Linked DNA regions of Mus musculus: all the other regions are linked to region 1. Evidence: chromatin contacts called from public Hi-C data. All regions are on one chromosome and are shown on one strand. Each heading gives the region's core, a stretch centred on a gene start, on an enhancer-like site or on the middle of the called end of the contact. The rest is flanking DNA. Distances are from core to core; before and after follow the strand shown.

Region 1 (2,816 bases), core at 125-2,624:
CTCACATTACAGAAACGTGAGCCTGCAACAAGCTATAGTTTGATGAGAAAGATCAATGCTTACTTATTTATTAGAGGAGAGGTGCACTATGTAACTGTAAAGAGATAGATATTCTGACAGGCCAATGGGCAGATCCTTTGCTTTCTTGTAGGTGACATCTTTGGAGTGGAGTTCCCTGTAGTGGGGTCTAACAGGCTCTGTGACTAGAACACTGATTCTTTTTCCAAAGAGCACAATTTGGTCAACAGAAGTTGACTATCTTAGACTTCAAAGTTTTGCCATGTATGGTGATGCACATCTTTAAGCCAAGTATTCAGGAGGATTTCTGTGAGTTTGAGGCCATGCTGATCTACATAGCAAGTTCCAGGACAGTCAGAACTGCACAGAGAGGCCTAGTCTAAAAGCAAACAAACAAATAAACAACAAAATTTAAAGGCCAGCTGTGAGCATGCATTTCTCTTTGGATAGAAATTGGACCTGCTTTGGAACAAAACTTTGGCCTATCTTCTTGCAGAATCCTATTCAGTGAACCACTGTTTGCACTGAGTGATGGCTTGCTAAATGTGTGTGCTGTGTGAGAAGTCTAAGACAGATAAAAATGTTCTCAGGGTCGAGTCATGTGTTTATCATAAATATCTCCATGATTATGATGCCAATCACAATGGCTTAAACACTGCATCTTAAAATCTACATAAACATCCATGAGAGTGGGTCCAGCTTATTGAAAAATGACAAGCAAATCATATGGACCCTAAGTAGTTCTCTAGCTCAGGGTCCAGTAACTAAAATTCTCCCATTAAAATTTATTTTGCTGTAATAATTTCCTCCGTCTCTGTTAATTTTAATTTCTACAATACAAAAATATTGTCTATACTCATAATGCATATCTATAATCATTAGCAAATGAAGGTGAAATTTTTCAAATATCAAAATATTAAAGGATGAGATGAAATTGAATGACGTGGTGGGTAAGGATGAGAAGCTTTAAATAAATCTTTTCTCATCACAGCCTGTCATTAAGCATACATTTTACCACTTTTTGTTTCCAAGCAGTTATCATCTGCATGGAGAACTGTTGGAGGCACTGTCGTGTGTGATGTAGGTGTTAGGCTGCATCAGTACCCTGTACCAATGGAAACCAGCACACTTCAGCTCTAGTTACGGTTTCTCCAGACGTTGCCAACAATTCCCTGGTGGATTGAGTCTTCCCTTCATTGAGAACTCAAGGTGTAGTGTTCATTACAGACACGAGGGTAGAAAACTATATAATCGATTTATCCCATAGATGGCGCTCTTGTTCAGGAACAGGCTTCTCTGACAGGCGAAAGGTGCACACATCTAAGTGGAAGGAATTACAGTGCTAGCTCAGCGGTCCTTAAATCAACTGCAAATCAGCCCTTGGTTCTGTTTCCTTCCAAATCACTGGGAGTTGAACAGCACTGGGCTTGGCGATGCTGCCTTGATCTTCTCTGGGCTGGCTAGAAAGGCTAGTTTCAAGTGTGGAAGGTTCTGGCTTTGACAAGAGCTCTCATCCTGAGGGGCTACCAGGAGACCCTGGTGAATGCCAAAGTCTGCAGAGCATTGTCCACTCAGCAGACCACTCACATGCATGCAGTGCTGCAACAGGGATTCTTGCTGCCCTCCACATTTTGTTTTAAATTTGCTTCCATTGTTTGATGTGGTCTGTGGTACTCACCTCATTTCTTCATGCCTGTAGCCTTAATGTTGCCAGTAGCTAGCTCATTTACCAGAAGTTCCTAGTATTATTTTGGCCAATGAGTCAACTTAGGAAGCAGAGTTGTGGGGCTTCAAACACATAGGCCTTGATTAAGAAGTATATAACTTCTTCCAATAGGATGCCTTATTATCCAGAAGAAGGTGTGTACCCTGAACACCTAAAAATGTGGCTCAGAAACCCCTATGGCAAGTTCTGGTTCTCATTTTTCAACTTGGGGTCAGGTTTTGGTATTTCAAATCAAAAACGTACTCCCGTCGTAGACTACACTGCAGGCCTCATGTTTTATCTCTTCCACGTGTAAAATGAGCGACTGATATTTACTGGAGAGAGTGGGGCAGGCAACATTCTCTCCTGTTGCCATTAGCAGCAGGAGTGGGATGAGATAGATGCCTCAGCCCTGGGAATTGTCAGCCTAGCCTGGTTATTATCCATAAACTTTCTCACAACTTCTAAAAAGACTTGTGTTGTTCAAATAAACACCCCTGAGGCCAGAGGTTCACATCACCAGGGAATTCATTAGTTCAGAACATACTCTTAAAGATCTACCATGTAAATGTTGCTCCATTTTAGGCAAGGCGGTTATTCCCAGGCAGGGGCACAAGGCACCCCCTAAAAGCACATGAACCTATTTGCAGGAAACCATCTGTGGAAGGCTGTTTCTCAATGTTCATACTTTCTAGACCTAATATTTTATGCCGTTACGTGGAATAACGTGTGTATACATTGCATGAAACTGCAGGCAAAACGTCTAGGGAAGAGCAGGGAACTAACTGGGATGCTGAGAGGTGAGAAGGATATAAATTAAGATTTCTGAGTATATTCATACTCAAAGTACTTTATGTATTTATATAAAAATGTCCTTACCAACCCCAGTGCTTTGCACAATGAATAGAGACCAGATACAATCTAAAAACAAACATGAAGGAAAGTCTACTGACGATCCCTGCCCAAGAGATTCTGATTTTATTACTTTGACGTAGAATCTTCTCTGTGGACGTATATTCAGTTCTTTACCTGTATTTCTCAATTCTTGCTATATGTTGAAATAAACTGGGGACTCGGTATCTTAATTTCTGAA
Region 2 (2,816 bases), core at 182-2,681, 470 kb before region 1:
CATGTCAGTTACAGGCGTAGATGTTAAAAGCAAATATAGCCTTCTACAGCTTATGTGATAAACTATTCATATTTGCTTATTTGTCAATTGTTTTATTTACATAAGTTGAAAACTACTCTGGGTACTATACCCAGGGTTTTACCCTTATGTGTTTCTATTTGGAAAGGTATTTGATTGCTTATATCTTAATTAATATTCATCTAAAAAACATAGCCTGCTTTTATTAGTAAACCCACAGGTGATGTTGATGCCACTGGCCTAGGGACCAATCTCTTAGGATAGTATGGGAGAATTACCTTTTGAAAACCATTTTTCTGGTGGAGCCTAGAATTAGCCATCCCAGACAGAGCTTAACATATTTATTAGTTTCCCTGCTCAGAAGTCAAGCCATATGATTTGGTTACTTCTCTATAAATGGCCAGAAAGCAATGATTTTGTGTACCATTCTGTCTTTGTGTACCATTCTGTCTCTAGTAATTGTTTAGATCTGCTTTGTAGCTCAAAAGTCAGTAGAGATGTAGGTGAGTGTGGCTGTGTTCCATTAAAATTTACAGACTAGTGGAGTGGATTTCAGACCTCTAACAGACAGACTTATACTTATAGGAACCTCAAATTGTTCATCTAGTAAATAACTTTACTTATGGGTTTTATTAGTGTAATTAGAGAAGTTGCAGACTTTACATTGCCCCTTAGTTTTCGTAATTTGAAATGTATATTCTCTTTTCTTTGTTTTGAAATTGTATTTACTATGGTTGTGAGTGGGTGGCGGGTATTTGTGTGCATATGCCATAGTACATATGGGAAGGCTAGAGGTAACTCTGTGGGCTTGATTCTCTATCCACCTTAATGTGCTTTCTGGGAATTGAACTCAGATTGCCAGGTCAGCACAGCTTACCCAGCTCTCTGGCCCTCTTTCCTTTTTGCTTAGTGTATTGCACTATTAATGGTAAGCCTGTGCATTGGTGTATACAACCATATTCGTAATGACATCAACATATATTGGAAATTAAAGTTAAGAATTCATTTCTCAAAGTTTTTTTGTTTCACTTGATTTCTGCAAATAACCACAGGTTTAAAGAGAATTTAGCTTAATCTTTTTGAGATATCACGTGGTTTTTCATCATTTAGGAAGGAGTGTATCAGCTTTGTCAATGTAGCTAAATAATACTTTGATGTTGTTAATCTGCCTGTGCATTTTAATATGTGCAGTAGCATCTCTGTCCTTCAGCCACTAGATGCCAGTATTACTCCATTTGTAACAATAAAGACATCTACAGTAGGTATCAGATTTCCCTGTGTGGTAAAATTTACTCCTGTTGGAAGACGACTGGAAGAGAAAACTGAACCAGAAAAAAGATGGTTTCATTTTTGTTCTGGTTCAGTTTTCCCAATATGGCTTGTAGACCTGATGTCAGAGTTATTCCCTGCTTCATCTTCTTTCTCTTGGGGCTTTTTAGCCTTTATATATTTTCCTAATATTGGTCTGTTTTTCCTGTAGTGTATTCCTGCTTATTTCTGTTTTCCTACTAGGATTCCTAAGGCTTGGTGCCATTCAAGATCTTTTGGGAAGCCTTTGGTTTATAACTCTGACTTGAAAGACCAGTGTTTAAATATTGCTCTTCTCAAAACAGGTGCCAGAGTGGGTCATCGCTCCTTGATGAGATACTACAAACAGCGATTTGGCTTGCCAAGAGCTGTGACAGTTGCTAGGAATCAAAAGGCTGTGGGCAGAGTTCTCCAGCAATACCGAGCCCTGGGGTGGATGGGCAGCACAGGTACACCATTCTTATATGCATGGATTTCGTGGGCGCTTGGGTGACAGGTTATCATTCGTGCTGTCCGTCTGACTCCTTTCCAGGGGAAGCTTGAGTCTTACTTCTGGGACTCCCATTATCTCAGGATACTTAGAACACTTAAGTCCAAGACTCCATGACTTAAAAAATTAATATTCCTGGTCTAGTAACTTAGTATGCATCATGAACCTTTCCAGAAGATAATATCTATAAAAAATCTTATAAATTACATGCAGAAATTATCTGGAGATAACTCAGAAATTAAATAGTACCTTAGTGGAGCTGTGGCGCCTAACATGGCATATGTAGTTTCACATTCTAATCTCACGTCATGAACATTATTAAATTTCACTTCTGCTTGCTCATTTGTGCAAGGGAAATGATTAAGAGGACCCACCTTAGAGTTGAGAGGCTTGTCTGACACAATGCATGTGTGAGGTAGTGCACTTACTACAGGTAGCCCAGCCCCCTTTGGCAGTTTTTCCCAATAGAAGTAGATTGCAATGAGTAAATCTGACAGCTGAAGTTATTAAGCTTTGAAACTACAATGTGCTGTTATTTAACTCTCATAGTGTGCTGTGCAAAACTGTCTTCTCTGCTCTTCTGGGAAATAAAGTCCAAATGGAGGTAGTGAAGATAATTTGCTCCTTTCTGATGTCCCAGAAAGCCTAGAGCCTAAAAACGTAGCAAACATCACTGTTTACAAAGTTCTGATATGCACAGTTCTTAGATGCACGTAGATCTCTGAGCCCCATTGCTTGGAATCCCCACATTAGATTCTGTCTTTAAATATCAGAACCCACTTATCCTAAGCCAACTTTGGGAATTCTAAGATTTGACTTCCTCTGTTAGTAAATAAGAGATCAGAGCCTCATTGCTTACCATCCTCCCAACCACAGGAGCAGCTCTCATGCGTGAACGGGACATGCAATATGTGCAGAGGATGAAATCAAAATGGATGCTGAAGATAGGAATGAAGAACAACGCCACCAAGCAGATGCACTTCAGGGCCCAAGTGAGGTT
Region 3 (2,816 bases), core at 187-2,686, 420 kb after region 1:
GAACAAACTATAGAGAAAACGTAGATTGTGAGTAGGGTTATACTCCCCTGTGGTCACAGGCATGGTAGCATGAGCAATGGAGAAACACAACAGACCAAAAAATAAAAAATAAAACCAAAACAAACAAAAAAAGAACTAAAAACAAGCATGAAAACATATTAAGCTATAAGATAGTTGAGTGGAAAGTAAAATAATGACAGAGATGGATTTCTACCTAGCAATGAAGAACTGTAATGTCTCTGAGATCGACAGTCTCTCTGTAAGGCTAACCAAGACCCTCAATGCCTTCAAAGGCCTCTACATAATGTGACTATGTGAGGTCACTTATGAGGAGACCACAGAGAGTTAGAACTCAAATGATCCTGAGGATCCCATGCCCTGAGCATATTCTCTGATCTTCCCAGCAATATAATCTCTGTCTCTGGATTTCCTCTAACAGTTTGCAAAGAGGGAGCCTCACCGAGTTTCCTCCTTTACTTTTTCATTTTTTTATTAGGTAGTTTCCTTATTTGCATTTCAAATGTTCTCCCCTTTCCTAGTTTCCTCTCTGAAATCCCCTATCCCTCCCTCCTCACCCTACTACCAACCCACCCACTCCCACTTCCTGACCCTGGCATTCCCCTATACTGGTGCATAGAACCTTCATAGGACCAAGGGCATCTCCTCCCATTGATGACCGACTAGGCCATCCTCTGCTACATATGCAGCTGGAGCCATGAGTCCCACCATGTGTTTTCTTTGGTTGGTGATTTAGTCCCTGGGAGCTCTGGGGTTACTGGCTAGTTCATATTGTTGTTCCTCCTATGGGGCTGCAAACCCCTTCAGCTTCTTGGATACTTTCTCTAGCTCCTTCACTGGGGACCCTGTACTCAGTCTAATTGATGGCTGTGAGCATCCACTTCTGTAACACTAGTGAATAATGTCACTTTGTCGCAATCATTCGTCTACCAACAATTCGCTCCTCAAGATAATCAGTCCAAGATGACTGTGAGGGCAGCGACTTTCCTACTTCTAGACACCTGTAAATCTAAAGGATTCCTATGCTGAGGTGTACACCACTCCCAAAATTATGGGACAGCAATTAAAAATGGCACCAAGAGTCCCTAGCAGTAACCATCTGGTATGGTTACATCGCTGTTCTTATAGCAACTAAAAAAGAGCAACAGTATAAAGGACAATACACTAAATTTAGCATCAGCAAGATCTCATCTCATCTTCATTGTTTCATTGTTGAGTGAAGGGAAAACATTGAATCTGCTAAGGCCCAAGTTTCCTTGTTTCTAGACTAAAGACCACAGTAGACTCAGTCCCTCTGATATAAAATGATATTAACTTCTAAAACCCTTTATTATTTACAAAGAAATTTCGAAGGCATAATGATGAAGAAGCCTCCCAGGGCTGGCAAAAGAGAAGGGCAAGCTCCCAAATACATGTCAGGATAAATCCCCATATTAAATGCTGCTCAGGGTCTGTAGCTCTTAGGCCAGAGGGAAACATAAGATATGAGTTCCACAGTATTTACAGAGGAAAGAAAATTAAGCACATTTCACAGCCTTCTATTGGCTCTTGTTTTATGAGCGGCTACAAAGGTCACCCCAAGTAAAAGACTATCTCAGGACAAAGATCAATTAAAATTAACCATGCTCTGGGGAAGCTAGGGGACAACCTCTCTGCTTTACACTCTGCAGACTCCAAGGAACGTGCTAATTATTTTATATGCTAACATTATTAGATACCAGATAGTCTGCCAATTTGTCAGCAGATTGACTCCTAATGAGCAGTTAATCTGCCCTTTGCTGAGCCACACAACGTTGAATAAATGCTTCCTTCAGAATAGGTCTTTCATGTTTTGTCCAGCTACTCCATAAAACCACGACTCTTCCCCCCACTCAGCTACTCCTGTCACCGAGGTTCTTTGAAACAATAAGTAATACAAAGGCCGAAAGGGTTTTAGCTGCCACCGAAGTATCAAGACCATGAGCACAGTGACAGGAAGCAGGGGCTCCAGGACAGCCATGGGTTCCATGCATAGTGCCACCAGTCCCTCACCTGCTGTAAGCCCAGGGCCTAACAACTTCCAAACTTGTATGTTTATGAAATGGGAATACAAGTGTCTCCTCACTGGCTGCCTAAGAACTGTAGAATGGGTGTGCGACATGCCCAGTGACTAGTAAGCACCCAGGACCTGTTATTGGGTTTATTTAATTATCTACTTACTTGCTTACTTATTTTTAAGACAGGATCATGCTCATTCCATAGTCATCGCTAGCCTGGAATTCACCATGCAGCCCAGGTTGGCCTTGAACTCATGTCAATCCTTCCGTTTTAGTTCATGAGGCACTGGGATGACAAGTAGGTAACTCCATGCCCTGTTTTTCCTTTCACTACTTTTAATACAACGATTTGCCAATCCCCAAACCTTCCTAATGTGTGTTAATCATTTTGGTTCGCAAGCAAAGTTTTCCTAAGAAAGAAAAAAGTAAATAGAACAGAAATTCTGTTTTCAACATTAGATTCTGTTTTCTGCCAACCTCGTTTTATTGACGTCCTCATTTACTTCTTAAATGGTTTTTCTTTCTCTCCATCACCTTCTTCTCTTCCCAGAACATCAACTGTGAACACACCTGACAGTTGGAATGGGCAAAGCTTTCCCTTCATTATGGACTTGGCTAAGATGTTCCCCAGATATGACCCAAGAATCCAGCTGACCCAGAAGGTTCAAGTACATATGGAAGCTACCTCTTCCTGACTTTACCATCTTGCCAAAATGTGGCTTACGTGCAGCAAAAAGGCCAATCCACAAGTCTAAGAGAAAT

Evidence for each region. Hi-C and Micro-C count contacts between places; a contact is called where the count stands out from the background.
Region 2: a contact with region 1 is called in a Hi-C map of the N1E-115 cell line, with 20 times the contacts expected there. The contact joins two enhancer-like sites. A contact is called at or near these places in 2 of 39 promoter capture datasets (the C10 cell line and hippocampal neurons), 28 of 484 Hi-C or Micro-C datasets (the AtT-20 cell line, the C2C12 cell line, the N1E-115 cell line and 15 more) and 1 of 9 other capture datasets (adipose tissue).
Region 3: a Hi-C map of the N1E-115 cell line shows a contact between it and region 1, with 6 times the contacts expected there. The contact joins two enhancer-like sites. A contact is called at or near these places in 11 of 39 promoter capture datasets (cranial neural crest, embryonic stem cells, frontonasal cranial neural crest and 6 more), 4 of 484 Hi-C or Micro-C datasets (the N1E-115 cell line, embryonic fibroblasts, myocytes and 1 more), 5 of 115 datasets of contacts at active chromatin or transcription factors (astrocytes, craniofacial prominence, embryonic forebrain and 2 more) and 1 of 9 other capture datasets (adipose tissue).

The regions. Positions count from the first base shown.
Region 1 is chr15:26,468,782-26,471,597 of GRCm38.p6, forward strand. No RefSeq gene overlaps it. Among named protein-coding and RNA genes, the nearest start is that of Gm36790, 24 kb to the left of the region's middle. Within about 2 kb of position 1,375, at least 7 of the 459 cell types and tissues checked have an H3K27ac peak or open chromatin away from gene starts, as enhancers often do. A contact at or near this core is called in the N1E-115 cell line, where this site is marked.
Region 2 is chr15:25,994,475-25,997,290 of GRCm38.p6, forward strand. It overlaps Zfp622 (zinc finger protein 622), which reads left to right. Exons shown (of 6, transcript NM_144523.3): 5 at 1,632-1,775; 6 at 2,693-2,816. Among named protein-coding and RNA genes, the nearest start is that of Zfp622, 12 kb to the left of the region's middle. Within about 2 kb of position 1,432, at least 1 of the 459 cell types and tissues checked has an H3K27ac peak or open chromatin away from gene starts, as enhancers often do. A contact at or near this core is called in the N1E-115 cell line, where this site is marked.
Region 3 is chr15:26,884,600-26,887,415 of GRCm38.p6, forward strand. All of the region lies in intron 1 of Fbxl7 (F-box and leucine-rich repeat protein 7), which reads right to left. Among named protein-coding and RNA genes, the nearest start is that of Fbxl7, 9.6 kb to the right of the region's middle. Within about 2 kb of position 1,437, at least 1 of the 459 cell types and tissues checked has an H3K27ac peak or open chromatin away from gene starts, as enhancers often do. A contact at or near this core is called in the N1E-115 cell line, where this site is marked.